Regions from separate parts of the Triticum aestivum genome. Here region 2 is linked to region 1. A link is a contact called in public Hi-C data. All regions are on one chromosome and are shown on one strand. Each heading gives the region's core, a stretch centred on a gene start, on an enhancer-like site or on the middle of the called end of the contact. The rest is flanking DNA. Distances are from core to core; before and after follow the strand shown.

Region 1 (7,165 bases), core at 503-3,002:
CCACGTTTGACCGAGCCCTGCCTTCATATTCTATGCTCCAGAATGAAATCTAGCTACAAGAAGCAACGTACCCCAAGCACACAATATTTACTTGCAATTTTCATGAAGAGCCAAAACACACACCAAACCAGTTGAATGCGTGCTGAAACCAGGTACCTGAAGACGGGAGTACCAAAAACCACGCACACTCAACTCAACCGTTGGGAGAGGTTTTTACTCTCCAAGAACTCAATCTCCCAAAGCAGCAAGCAAGCAGTTGACGACTACTAGAAGGAAAGCTACTCATGTTCCAAACTTATGAGATCGTGGCCAGTACCGCGTTCCGTTCAGCGTGGAATCTTCGTAGGCACACGCGGACGCCGCAGGCGGAGCAAATGCGCGCGTCAGGGAGGGTACGTGAGGTGATTCTCCGTAGGAAGGAGGTTTAGCAATTCTGGCGGATGCGCCTGCGCATCGATCCGTCTGGGGATTTCCTTCTCCCCCTCTCGTCGAGGACGTAGTACATTCGTTTAATCCGCCGCGCGGAGAAAGCACCTCACTGTCGGTCTCCGGGGCACGCCCGCGCACATGCCGCACGCGACGCAGGACGGTGCGTAAATTGGGTCCGCCGTACGCATCGCATGGATCGTTTACCAGCTGCATGCATGCTGCGCGCAGCTTCCGGCAGGACTTATTAAGAACTCGACCCCCCCTCCCCAGGATCCATCCATCCAAGTACCGCCACCGCCGATCAAGTTAAAGTGAGGCATTGTGAACATTCCAGCGCGGTTTGATGCGTGGACGGTCGCCGGATCTCGCACAGCAAGGTGACAGGTACTTTCTGCGGCACGATACAGTGATCGATCGATAGATGGACGCACGTACGTACTTAAGCTCGACCGAACCGGGGCCAGGCCGTTTGAATGCACGCGCGCGAGCGAGCGATCGGACTTACAGCACTGTCGCGTGCAGTGCAGTGATAGTTAGCCATCGTACAGCTACAGCTAATAACTCGGCCCCATCATTCATTTGGCAAAATCGATGAATACTGCACACCTGCTAATGTAATGAGATCGCCAGACACCGGAAGTAATAGGGCGGTGCGTATTTATTCGTCCATTCGTCGCTGTCACGGCGCTGTGACGTTGTTCGTCGTATGCGCTTGTTACGCATGCACGGAGAGGAACAAGCATGCACGCATGGGTCCTCTGATCTTGAGCCTACAGGGGAATTGTTGCTTTCGTGGATCCATCTGCCAGCGACGATCTGGCCTCGCGCGCGGCCATATCGCCCGGAACCAACACGCCCATCTGTTTCTGGGCGCTAAACTGCCCGGACAGCGAAAGCAGCTCACCAGCAAGCAAATAGCTAGCTGCCTGCCTGCTTGCGCGTGAAATGCTCAAAGAAAGAAAGGCCTGTATTGCATGGAGACATGGTTCTGCACGCATTATTTGCGCTGCATTGCCTCGCTGAGGCATGAGCAGTCGCGCTCTTGGTCGCACACTGGAGCGGAAGAGAGAAAAGAAAAATCCACAGGAACAATCTCCAACATCGCGCCATGTGCATGGATGTGGACAGGACGGAGACCAACCCCTCGGGCGCAGTTGCAAATGTGTTAAGTGGATGCACACATAATGCCCAAGGAGCGGGTGACCTGCATACTACAGTACAACTTAGATTGCGAACGCCCACCACACCACTAGCCATGCACTGTGCATGCATGGCTCGTGGCCGGCTGGCCCCGCCTATCTCATATGGCCCCCGCCGTTTCCGTGGCCTGGTCTGGTCCAACTACCGACAGTCACAATTGCACCTTGCCCACGGATTGACCACCATATTACCCACCCAGTCCTTCTCTCTTTACTTTTCAGAAGGAAAACCTATCTATCCATCCCTGTTAGTTAATACTATACCACTACCAGTACTTCAGTACAGTACAGTACTGGCGTACAGCAGTACTAGACTACATGTTGTTACCCCGTGCTCACTGTGGCGCACACGCATACCTAGGGGCATCTACGCCAGTATTGAGGATTTGATAATCGGAGCGCCAGATTCCGTGTACAGACAAGGATGGTTTCTAAATTAATGTTGTGGACATGGGGAAATGACCGGTGAGTCAAAGGGTGGTACTGAATTCAGCAATTGATAAAATCTGACAATGGAAGCCACTACGGAACAAACCTGATTTGATCTAGCAGGCGGAATAAAATAGCACGATGCCGACAGGGAATGTGATTGTATAATGATTATGCTAACAAGCCCTGTTTATACTTGGACCAATAGAGGTTTTGTTTGAGGAGAATATGGATGACTAAGCAGTCACTGAATTCAGAATGAGCTAACACGGGAGAAGAATATCATCATTGTTTTTGTATATATGTATGACTGACAGGCCAATTGGGATGCCACAGCAAGACTACATGCGGTAAACCAGGGGCCTCTTTGGTTGGCGAGATTTCAAAAGGCATTACTAGGGGGTTGAAGGGGGGAAATATGGCATAGCATTTTAGAATTCTAATGAAAGAAAGTTTCTATGACATTTGACTTGATTGAAAATTTTCTATGGAATTTGCATGTTGAAGTAGATAAAACGGGCGGGTGGGCGGGTTTTGCCACTGTGAACACCAGCCATTGAGCTAGCGCTCAGTTCTCACATGTTGAGATAGATCATATAGGAAAAATTCCTTTAGTTTTCAACCATACAAATCAAATAAGGTTTATATAGAAGAAGAAGAAGAAAAATTCTTGAACATGTAAGAAATAGTATCTCTGAAATGTCTATGAAATCTCTGAACCAAAGAGGCCCCAGATCGGTTCAAACAAGGTTTTGGTCTCACTTGACTTTGCAAAGCCTAGATCGGACCATGTGAAGTGCACTATTCAAAGATTAGTTCGGCAATATCTATATTGGATCCTCAAAACTTTCAGGCTTAGCATACTTGACCAAGAAGAGTTACCCTGCTTCCTGCTCACAAAGTCACAAGTCACAGCCTCGTAAACAATGATGCCCCGTCTCCTAGATTTCATACTTAACACGCTATCGGCTGATGGCCTGATTCCACTACTATGTCACTACTGCTTGAAATGCAAGAGCAGTGAGCATGTAAGTCATGGCATTAGACATGGAGGCCTTGAACTCTGTGGCCTTTAATGCTTTGTCCCCGCTCAGAGTGTGGTCACATCCTGTTGAGGATTTTGAGAGCCATTCAACAGAGGCAGAGGGCCATCCAACAACAATTTACTCATCATGGTACAAAAAACCAGTGGCCATTGTCTGCATTGCATGGTATGGCCATGGACCCTCTATGGCGAGACTACACAGGACTAGATGGATTGGAACGAAGCAGCTGGTGTCCACATGGAGGCACTCCAGCAATTTCTGCCATGAACATAAACTGAGCTTGATGTGCATGCAAGGGGAAACTGTGGGAAGCCAAGATTTGACTCAACACGCCCACTCTACTCCGGCCACTCACGGCTTTCAGACACCACATGTAAGCTAGCGCCGGACACAAGACCATGTCAGCATGCGCAGCATGAGCCATTACTTATTAGCATGTTGAAAAATAAGAACATGCATGACGAGATAACAGGCAGTACCCTGTCCTAAAGGGCCTTCACACTACGACCATAGTATCAACTATCAACTGTATGGCGAGGGATCATATGATCGAATTTTCAAGCTAGTTGGGCAGATGAGAATGTCTTTCAGGAGTGTCTGATGGGCAGACATCAAGGCGATAGGTGGATTCCTACCAGAAGATTATTTTCTTGAATTAGGCGACATAACAAGTTGGAGGTTGGAACCAATGGTCTTTTCCTCGTTAGGACACGGAATATTTATCTTTCAATAAGACTCACTGATAAGGGGTGACATGAATCTAAAGGAACTTTATAGTTTATGCGCACTTACATTTTGTATGAAGCGTACCTTCGCCTCAAGGCTGAGCACTTGCAAGTTAGGAAACTGGATCTTCATCATTGGGACGACTGACATGGTAGCCGAATTGAAAACAGAAGAGGTGGGCGCAAGTGCAGTATTGGGTCTTGACAAAGCTTCAGTCAGCAGTCAGCACTCGCCAGTTAATCATCATGGACACCAAAGAGTGGCAGCAAAGAGAATCCTTCTTTTTAACTTGTCTTTAAAGACATGCCATGATTTGATGGCATGTATTTTTTCTTTGAGAACATACACAAAAGAATGAAAAGAGAATTGAAAAGGTTAGAAAAGATCTCAAATCTTTCCTCTGGAACCCATCATCAACTTTCCATGGAGGAATGGCCTCTTTGCCAATGCAAAGCCATAATACCCGTGAAAAATCATGCCAAACTGTCCTGCTAATGGTTCATCTAGGCTTTCACTGTGTTCTCAGAAACTCAACAGGTGGAGCGAGATGATGGCGGCAGGGTGGGTGAAAGTATGTAGCCAGTGCACTGGGCTATTTTGCGTGTCCCGCCGTCACAGCATAATTTATTGTACTATATGTAAACCGAATGATACCTAATTTGCATATTTTGTCAAAGCATAAAGACAAGAAACAGCACGCCACTCTCCCTGGAGCCTGGACTACCTGGAGTCTTGCTGGGAATTTGCAAAGATAACTTTACTTCCACAAATAGAAGCCACTCACCAGACAATTAGTCAAATTACCTACTTGGCTAACCAACCACTACTTCAAAACCAACTATCATTAGCTAAGCAAATATTGTATTTCCACGCAGTTAAAGGAGAAAGTAAATCTTATATGCCAGATTTTAGTAGATCGGGATCTAACAACTATCATTTGTGACTGAATTGTTCATCTTTATTCCTTCTGTTACACCCACTTCCGATAAAATACGATTGATTCGAGCATTTGGGCTTCGATATACATTATCACAAAGAATCTACTTTGTTGCATATGAAACATAACAAGTAGTTATGCTAGTGATTTCTAGTCAGCATCAAGTTATTAACTCATCTGGAAACAAATGTATGTCTTTGATATTAATTTCCTGTCAGCATCAATCGATTCATTGCTGTTCAAGTTATAATTTATAAACACACTGGAGACAAATAATATTGGGAACAATACTGACATAAAATAAGAAGTTTGATGGCCTTGATGACGAGAGATTACACAAAGTGTGAAGACAAGTAGAAAGTAGAATGGCTTGTCAGGAGATATACAGTAATTTCATATTTGCATCTATTTAAGCATTCTAGGTACATGTGTGTCTGTGGAAAAAGAATGAAAGAAACTGTAAAAGTTATAGACTAACCTCTTTACAGTGGAAAGCCTAGAAAAAAGGAGATAAGTGAAGATGTACAACTAAACAACATCAGAAACTGTCTGCCTACTCTTTTCAGGTCCCCTACCACAAAGGTAACCTGGCAAATGCAATCAAGAATCCAGCCAAGACAGTGCCTCTATTGGAGGCCTGCGGAAAGAATTGCTTCTGAACCATCCATTACCGACTGACCTACCAACAAACAGGAAACCTTGGCTCGAAGGAGTTGTCAGCTTCCAGAAGTTAAGACTGATGTTTGTTAACATATGTGGTGTTAGCACCAATTGCCTTGTTATACTTCATCGAGCATGGTGACTAGCCAAGTCACTGTCCTCCTGGAATCTACAAGAGATTTCCAGCTCATGATTCCCTCTGGGAAATGATGGGCCAAGAATTTTCAAGCGCTTTGGCCCAAGCTCTACAGATGGAGATAGGTAGTTGCAGCCATTATGTTTTTGGCTGGAGGCAAATTCATCCTCCATGATATTTGCATCTAGTTGATGTAACATCTTCAATTTGGTTGGATGTACTGAGTCATCTCCATTTCCAGAAATAAAGTCAAGACAATGTCTAGAATGATGGGTATGGACAGGATCAGTTGTGCCACATGATACTTCCACTAACTTCTGTTGTTGTCTGTCATCTGCATGGATTTTCTTCAACCGTTTTAATACCTGGAGTTGGTAACAGGGAGATGCCCTTAGTAAAGACAAAGCAGTCAATGTGAAGGTAAATATTGGATATTCTGGGTAAAAATTATTGTTCATTGGTGCAATCAATCCATGAAATGAACTTGCCGTTCACTAACTAGGTCTAGTTACGAATCAAGAACAAATACCCTTATTATCATGTCCCTTCAGATTTATGCAATGATCATAAGTTGTGGAATGCAAATCATAATTTACTCTTTGAGGTTCAGTAACATTTTAGTACATGCTGGATTGAAGCTAAGCACTTAGGCCCATTTATGGAAATAAGGTCATAGTTTTGATTGCCCCATTCGCACAGCACCTTCCTATCCTGTGAAGGTGAAATAGAATAAACAGTTGGTGTAAAATGTTAAATATATAAGAATAATCAAAAAATATATAGATGAACTGAGGATTCCAGCAAGGCTATCGCAACTGAATAAGATATAGATAGCAAAAGGTCTCCAGGTACACTGCAAATTAAGTCCAAAATAACACCACTCTACACATTTTATACACTGACAAATCCTCTGAGATTAACCTCTCACCAAGTCACCATTAGTTTCTAGTGTTACCGAAGTTATAGTGCAATATAAATATAAAAATGTAGTGGGAAGAAATATACATGAGTGGCGTCACAGAAATATCTGTACCTGATTCCCAGTGAAAGTTGTTATGGTTGAATCTTCTGTATGCCTTCTCTCAGGAGTTATGCCAGACCTTCTCTTCACCCTAAATACCTCACAGTCAGAATCATCAGCATCTTCTGCAGCCAATTTTTCAGAAGAGCATGTTTGATCAGGTGCAGACGAAGCGTACGCATTAATGATTGTAGTTTGAGGAGTAAATCCATTCTCAGGACAAGAGCTGGAGAAGATCCTTCTGTTGGTACTTGTGCACTCCTACAAATATAAAGTAATATGAACATATTTTAGTTGCTGCAATACAGTACAGCAACATAAAGAAACACAGGACTGAGCCTTACATCACTTTGTGTAGAATACTCATGGGGTCCAAAACAAAATGTTATTGTTGATGCATCAGGATATGGCTTGTTCAGATCATATCCAAAAACACGTGTCTCTGAAATGCTATGAACTTCAGGTGGTGTATCTATGTGAATCTTGCAGTATGGGAAGTATTCAGCATTGTGATTAATGCGGTTGAAATAAGAATGTGTGCTAGAGCCACAAGACATTTGCTTTTTGACAGCATCGACTATT
Region 2 (7,647 bases), core at 3,615-6,114, 330 kb before region 1:
CGCCGACGACCAGCTCCGACAATCGGAACGGAGCCGACATCAGGTCGGCGGCATCGTCGGCGACGACGTTGGGGCACTGCGATTGCACGTCCTGCGAGTGCAAAGGAGAAGGAACATCAGATTAAATAGATTGCGATCTGTATATCATAACAGGAAATGCATGCTGCCGACACTTTGCACACAGGGAGCCGTCGGAAAGATGCATGCATGCGGGAAATGGAAGGAGGAATGATCGCCACTGCACTAACTAAGGCAAAGCATATCATGGCCATTGCCGATGAGGTATTGGAGGTGGTAATGATGATCGCTCCCTTGGGGAAAAAAAGGCGAGTACGAACCTCAAAGGATTTGATGTCGCCTGGGTTGGCATCTGATCTTGATTTCCCGTGGAACGACCAGGCCCCTCTGCTGCACCAGCAAAAGGAAGGAAAGACAAAGGAAGGAATTGAATTAAGTATCAACTTCTTTTCTGTATATCATGGGCTGATGAAAGAATCAAATGCCGGCCTATCTATCTATGATCTATCTACACATCTTTTCTTCAGTGGGAGTCCATTTGCATGCAACACGGGAGAGGCGGGAAAAGGCGCAGGGAACAAAGCGCGCAACTCTAACTTTTCACTGTTAAGATGCTGTCAATGGCGAGCAGCTCGCTTTATCAGAGGGGTTAATGGGGGGTAAAAAGCTGTGTAATTAGCTATAGCTTGGTGCTTGCCGCGTTATTTACTCACCCATGTGGTACGGCACACTGATCAATGCTTGCTTACACCACATGTGTGTGCACATGCACATACATATCATATGTTCTCCGGTCATTATCTAAATAAACATGTACACCATTCACTCCTCTCCTACATGGCTATACAGTTTTTTTAGGGTTACATGGCTATACAGTTGGCCGTGCAGAGTCCTAAGTACCACAGTACGTGTGTATGTATATGGTACATGGACGGCTGGATGCTTGTATGCGATTGTATATACATACAGATATGTGTAGAAGAGCTAGCTACGCCTGGTCACGCAAGAGAGATTAATTGTGTATAGCACTATATATATATGTCATGTTGCTTCTGATGTAACTTCTGGTCAAGATTCCATGGTAGTGCTACTATATTGCCTCCTTAATTAATTGTAGTCGTGGAAAGTGTATATGTGTGTGCACTTTTTCTGCCTATGGCTAGATGGATATGTTTAATGAAAGAGCTTAATGTATAATATATTCAAGAGATGATTGCACCATCATGGGGAGCAGATGGAACAAAGGTAGAGCCCTGGTGCTTTTTGTGAGCACTTGGAGGTGGTTGATATGGTAGGAACAAAGAAAATGAGACAAAGGAATAAGAGTTTGTTTTGCGTAAAGCAGGCACTAGCTAGACTGCGGTTTGAACCTTAAAGCACCCTCTTCAGATCAACTATATCATTCTAAATGCATAATCTATCAATTAATCATGTATGTAATGTGACAGTTGATTCTTGACGAATACCTGTAGACATCATCATGCATGAGATGAAGAGCCCAAACATGCATGTGTGCTACTACTACAGCATGTAGTACGCGTGTATTTAAGCGTACTTTGTTGCTTTAGCGCTCTACACAGGAAATTACCAGCAGCTTTTGACCTGTAAGGACTCTGGAGTTATATCGATCTGCAAAGCAGTTTTTCTGTCTCACAAGAATGTTTAGCTAGACTTATAGCTAGCTGTACCCCGCTCTGTCATTTCGCCTGAAATAGCAGAAAAGACGGAGCCCAGCAGTGTGGAGTAATTCTGAAGTGCATGCTATTGCTAGCTAGCTAGCTACTGATATCCATTAATAGCCCACCAGCTAGGAATATTTAGTTTGACATGGATCAATCCATAATTGTAGCAAGGGAAGGGGCCCATATATCATTCTACATAAATCTACAAATTCAAACCGAGATCATCACCGGTGCACTGAACACTGAGGGAATTATATTAGTGTAGGATTTGGTACTGTGTGTGTTCTCTCATGTGATATAGCAGCATGCATCCACCAGAATACAAAACGAGGAGTACCAACAAAGAAGCTAGCTAGCAATGGCGTTGTTACCTCGAGTTGTTGCTCCATAGAGCGCACATGTTGGATCCATGCTCGTTCCCGTCAAGATTTGATTGCTGGACTGAAGACTCAGACCCGCTGGTGTTGGCGATGTCGAAGGAGCTGTCGTCAGGGATGTCGATGATTGTCTTGGCTTGTCCTGCAAAATAAATATTCTACTCACTGCTAATCCAATGCTATGTCGATCTGTGTCTGTCACTGGGATACCGAGACGCCAGTGACACTTGTACAATATACACTGATCATACCGTAGGATGAGGCAGCAGCTGGTTTGTGGTCAGTGGTCTTGATGGTCCGGTACATCTGCAAGACAGTCAACTGATGAATACCCGCTGATACGAACCAGGAAGCATACACAGCAAGTATAGCTGACTAAATAAAGCTACTCCCTCGGTCCGTGAATAAGTGTACTTCTAGCTTTTGTCTTAGATCAACTTTGACCAACTTTATAAAAAAAAGTACTAGCATTTATGACACTAAATTAATATTACTAGATCTATTTTGAAATGTACTTCCATAATATATCAATTTAATGTCATACATGTTATTACTCTTTTGTATATAATTGGTCAAAATTTCAAAACTTTGACTTAAGACAAAAGCTAGAAATACACTTATTCACGGAGTGAGGGAGTAGTAACTAGGATGAGCAGTGTAGTAGAAGTATTAAAGTCAAAGGTGTGTAGTGGTGGTCTACGAGACGGATCAATAAATACGGGTGGCAGGGGCGGGCAGCGGCATATATGCACAATTGGGGCATTGATGGCGCGATCAGCTAGTAGCTTGTGTGCAGGCAGAGAAGCCCTTAATTATTGAGAAATGATGCAGGGTTGTACTTGCCGGGCCGTCTGCTCTTGGGCAGCACAGCATGCATGGATGTGTATCATATTCATATTCATATCAATGGATGTGTGCGCGCTCCTGTGTGCACATGTGTCCACTGTGTCATCCATCCACCGTTCCCTCTCCGGTGACTGTGTGTGACGTTCCTCTTTTTAATGGCACGCATTTGCTTCCCGTTGCATGCTTATCTTTGTGCTGCTCAGCTGCTGATCTCGGGTTTTTATTGAAAAGCTGCCCTCCTCCCCTCTCCTCACCACGTCGTGGTAAAGCTAGAGGGAGACAGGGATAGAGATAGAGGGAGGAGGTACGAGCAAGAGGGGGAATTTACTGCTCAGAAAGTGAACTGTAGAATGACTATTCTTACATGCATGACCGACCGAAGATGCATCAAACATTTAAAACTAATACTAGTACTACTATATATTGTTCCGGCAGCAAGAAATGATGAGTTAAAGGTCGCGTGGTGCACGTAGAATTCTCTTGCAAATCAATTAGGTGTGTTATGCATACATCAAGGAGTATCTGAAGTGGTAGTAGATCTACACGTACGTTGAGGAGAGCTAGCACAAGTGATCAAAGCTTAATTAAATAGTATAACCAATGAGCTAACCATGGACTTTATGTAGTTAAAGAAGATCTCCTCACCTGCAAGTGAGACTTGACATGGGCCAAGGTTAGATCCTTCACGTCCATTAGCTCAAGAACCGACTTGGGCGTTGCTCCTGCACAATCGCAAGAGAGGAAGGATAAGAAACAGTACACAATAATTCCTTCACCAACATATATAGAGCTTAGCCTGTACTATGCCAATACGCCCATGCATCCTTGTCTAGTTCTTTTGAATGCCAGCACAAGAAATGCAAGATTCGATCAACAGGATTGCCTACTTTGCTAGCTAGAAGAAAAAGAATCATCTAACGGCTGCTAACGAGCAAGAAAATTCAGGAGAAGAAGAAAACGAACACTTGAACGCGCGAGAAGCAGTTAGCAGTACATACTCTCGTGGCCTCCGAGCAGTTCGACGGCGTGGACGAACCGCGCGTGCAGCGACGTGGTCCACCGCATCCTGGGCGCACGGGAGTTCCGCTTGGCCGGCGGCGCCGCCAGCCGCAGCGCGCCGACCTTGCCGGGCGACCTCGGCCCGCCTGCCGCGCCGCCGATCGCGTCGTAGCAATGCTGGTGGTGGTAGTTGTGGTGGTGGAGCTGGCTCTGGAGGAAGGGGAGCGACTGCGAGGTGTTGTACACGGGGATGCCCCGGATGGGCTTCATCGCTGCCAGGTCCTGCACCTCGTGGAGGATGGGTTGGGTGTGCTGCAAGAACTGCAGCCCGCCCAGGTGGCCATCGGCTGCGCCGTAGTGCGCTGCATGGAAGCCGCCGCCGGCAGCTGCCGGCACCGAGGGGTGTGTCCTGGCGATGGACGGAGGTGCGAAGGTAGCTCCCGCTGATGCTGCCGTGGTCGCGGCGGCGGCGGCGGCGGCGGTGGTGTCGAGAGCCCTCTTCCAAAACCCTAGGTCCATTGGCTTGGTGGCAGGGGGCGGACTGATTTGGAGCTGGAGCTGCAGGTCCGGGTGCGACGGGAACAGCTCCATTGATCCCTCTCGCAACTGGCGAAGAGCAAGTGGTGTGATATCCGCTGCCGCTGTGGACTTGTGGCTACCTAGAGAGATCGACAGAGTTGGCCAAAGGTTGCTGGTTGGGCTAGGGCGGAATTGAGGTGCGGAACTTGGAAGATTTCTTGCTGGGAGAGAGGAGGGGGGAGGGGAGGAGCTGAGGGATGGGAGGAGGAGAGAGAGCTGGGGACTTGGAATGGTGAAGGACAGGAGTGTCTGTTTGGATGTGTTGTGTGAAAAAGAGGCGAGTGTAACTTGTTGCTTGGAGGTGGCCGGCCTAGGATGGAAGATATAGATTGGTCTTTTCGTCCATACACCATGCGCCCCCTTTCACTTTCGTTCCTCGCGTTTTTTCTCCTTCTTTATCTCCTCCCCTTTTTATTCCTCGCAGTCTCTCTCTCTTATGGGTGTTTGGTGGCAGATTGCAGTGGGAAAATGACACTTTTGATTGGGATGTATGCTCGCGGGAAGGCAAGAAGTGAGGTATTATTCCCTTATCGGGCTTTATGCCCATTCTTCATCCTCACGTGAATTATACGCAGGAGTACATGCAGTTCAGGTTGGTGTTCTTATGGACAGACTACATCCTAGTTCGGAATTCCAGAATTTTCCCGGTTCGTCATGTAGGGGTACAAAATAGAAGATTTACTGGCTGGGTTTTACATTTAATTGTTTCCAAGTGACGCCTGAACAATAAATTGGGAGGCAACCTTGTTTGGGAATCACATTTATTTTTCGGATTTGCTAAATCTCATCTAAATGAGGTATAATTATGTCACATCTAAGTCCATCACCACAGGATCAAACTTGCTGCAAAATCGAGAAAAAAACTTGCTGCAAAATTGGTGCAACGGTCCCTCACGCTCGTTTACTTATCCGAGAGTTGTCGCTCACGCTCTATGTGTATGTCCGATGTGTTCGTTTCTCGGTTGTGTGTGTTTAAGTTGTCGTTCCTGGGCCAGGGCCAATGGCGAAAAATAGTTGCTCTTCTGTCTGTACATTCTTGTGGGCCGGATTACCTGTGTGCTTTTCATTGTCTCATGGTTTTGCTTCTTTTTTTTTCTGTGTCTATATATGCATATTAGCTACTGCGATTAGAAATTTTTGTTCAAGTATGTCTCCATACTCGTAGATTTTTGTCTTTTTGTTATTATATGTGTCTATACATGTGGAGTAAAATTTCCTCAACCATGCTTAGTGCGATTGAAGATAAGCTAATGTTGTATTTTTGAGTGACGGGGGGAGTTTTTTTAGATAGCAAGTCATTATTTTAGGTTGCTAGACATTTTTCGTTTTGCTGTGAAAGTATGAATTAGATTTCTTATTTTTATTTATTTTTTGTTCCTGTATACAAATGTTCAAGTAGATAGAATCCAGTGATGGAATTTTGTCAAAAATAACATTCCTCTTTTCTTGTTTTTTATGTTTACCCTAGTAGAGTGAATGTGTCCGTTTATTTCTTTTTCTTTTTTTGTTCTTCTCCTTTTCATTTTCCATTTTCCATTTTTCAATTCATGATATTTAAGTATGTGAACACCTTTTTGAAGTGTGCGAACAGTTATTAAAATTCATGATTTTTTTATTTATTTTTTCAACACTTTTTTTGAATTTGTGCTTTTTTAATTCATGAACATGTTAAAAATATTTGAACAAATTTCAAATCAGGTTTGGTAAATCTCATCTAGATGAGATTTAACAATGTCTCATCTAAGTTGTGGCTTGTCCAATCAATTCGTTGTATTCTTTGCACAAACTTGATCCCACTATGTTCTTGTCGGGCGCATCCCATGGGCGCGCATACCGCGTTGTCGCAATATCCAATTGTTTTATCAGGCCTATTTTTGTTTAGTCTCTGTTTTGTTTTTATGGGATTTTTTTGTCATTTGTTATTGGCCTACTTTGTAAAATCGAAAGAGACAGGGTGCTTTGTTCGCTACCTCTTTTATCGCCTCCATTTTGTGACTGCGTTTTCTGTCCCCATTCCTTCTCTCTTCATTTCCCCTTTCTCTTCCACTAGAGCGACGCCTTTCTTTTGTGCAACCCTTTTTTGTGGGACCTTTTTTCTTGCCCGAGTTAGAGCTCCACCATCTACTTGCAACTCAGGCAAACCTTTTTTCTATGCCTGAGTTGTAAGACCACTATTAACTTGCAAGTGGGCTCAACATTTTATTTGTCTCTAGTTGCAATTTTACTCTCAACTCGCAATTGGACTCAATATTTGTTTGTATCACAACTGAACCCAACACTTCTTTACATTAGTTGCAAGTCCACACTTAACTTACAACTGGGTCTGACTTTTCCCCCTCAGTTGCAAGTCCACCATTGACTCGCAACTAGGAGCTTTTTTTGTCCAAGTTACAAGTTATCCGTCATCTCGCAACTGAGTCTGCCCCATTTTTTATCCCTATCGCAAGACAACCATACTCACAATTGGGCTCTTGATCTTTTTTTTGCCGCGATTGCAAGTCAACCAACGACTCACAACTAGGTCCGACCCACTTTTTGTCCAAGTTGCAAGTCCACCATTGACATGCAACTAGGCCCTTGATCCTTTTTCCCCAGTTGTAAGTACATCCTTGACTCACAACTAGGTCTGAATTTTTTCTCTCCAGATGCAAGTCCACCCTCGACATGCAACTGGGCTCGATGTTTCTTTTGTATCATAACTGGGTCCGACTCTTATTTTTTTGCATTAGTGCAAGTGCACCCTTAACTTGCAACTGGGCCTGACTTTATTTCGCCTCAATTGCAAGTTCACCTTCAACTCGCAACTTTTAGGCACTGACTATTTTTTGGCCCAGTCGCAAGTCAACCATTAAGTCACAACTAGCCACCCCTATTTATCCTACTTGCAAGACAACCATTGACTCACAACTAGGCTTTTGATCTTTTTTTGCCGTAGTTGCAAGTCAACCTACAACTCGCAATTGGGCATGACCCTTTGTTGTCGTCATAGTTACAAATCCATCATTGTCATGCAACTGAGTCATTGATCTTTTTTTGCCCCAGTTACAAATCCACCCTGGACTCGCAACTGGGCCCGGTCGAAAGGATGTGGATTTCGCCTGGGGGTGAATATGCGCTTTAAAATCATTACGGTTTAGGCTTGAACG

What was found. Hi-C and Micro-C count contacts between places; a contact is called where the count stands out from the background.
Region 2: a contact with region 1 is called in a Hi-C map of leaf, with 5 times the contacts expected there. The contact joins the promoter of LOC123145163 here to the enhancer-like site in region 1. A contact is called at or near these places in 3 of 5 Hi-C or Micro-C datasets (all in leaf).

What each region holds. Positions count from the first base shown.
Region 1 is chr6D:371,095,433-371,102,597 of IWGSC CS RefSeq v2.1, reverse strand. LOC123145162 (lysine-specific demethylase JMJ706) reads right to left here. Exons shown (of 12, transcript XM_044564498.1): 9 at 6,928-7,165; 10 at 6,762-6,844; 11 at 6,596-6,674; 12 at 5,043-5,927. The coding sequence ends at 5,553. Among protein-coding and RNA genes, the nearest start is that of LOC123145162, 8.5 kb to the right of the region's middle. Within about 2 kb of position 1,752, at least 7 of the 8 cell types and tissues checked have an H3K27ac peak or open chromatin away from gene starts, as enhancers often do. A contact at or near this core is called in leaf, where this site is marked.
Region 2 is chr6D:371,428,091-371,435,737 of IWGSC CS RefSeq v2.1, reverse strand. LOC123145163 (probable transcription factor KAN2) reads right to left here and starts at 4,864. Exons shown (of 5, transcript XM_044564501.1): 1 at 3,922-4,864; 2 at 3,569-3,645; 3 at 2,329-2,383; 4 at 2,072-2,219; 5 at 1-91. The coding sequence starts at 4,513. The coding sequence ends at 40.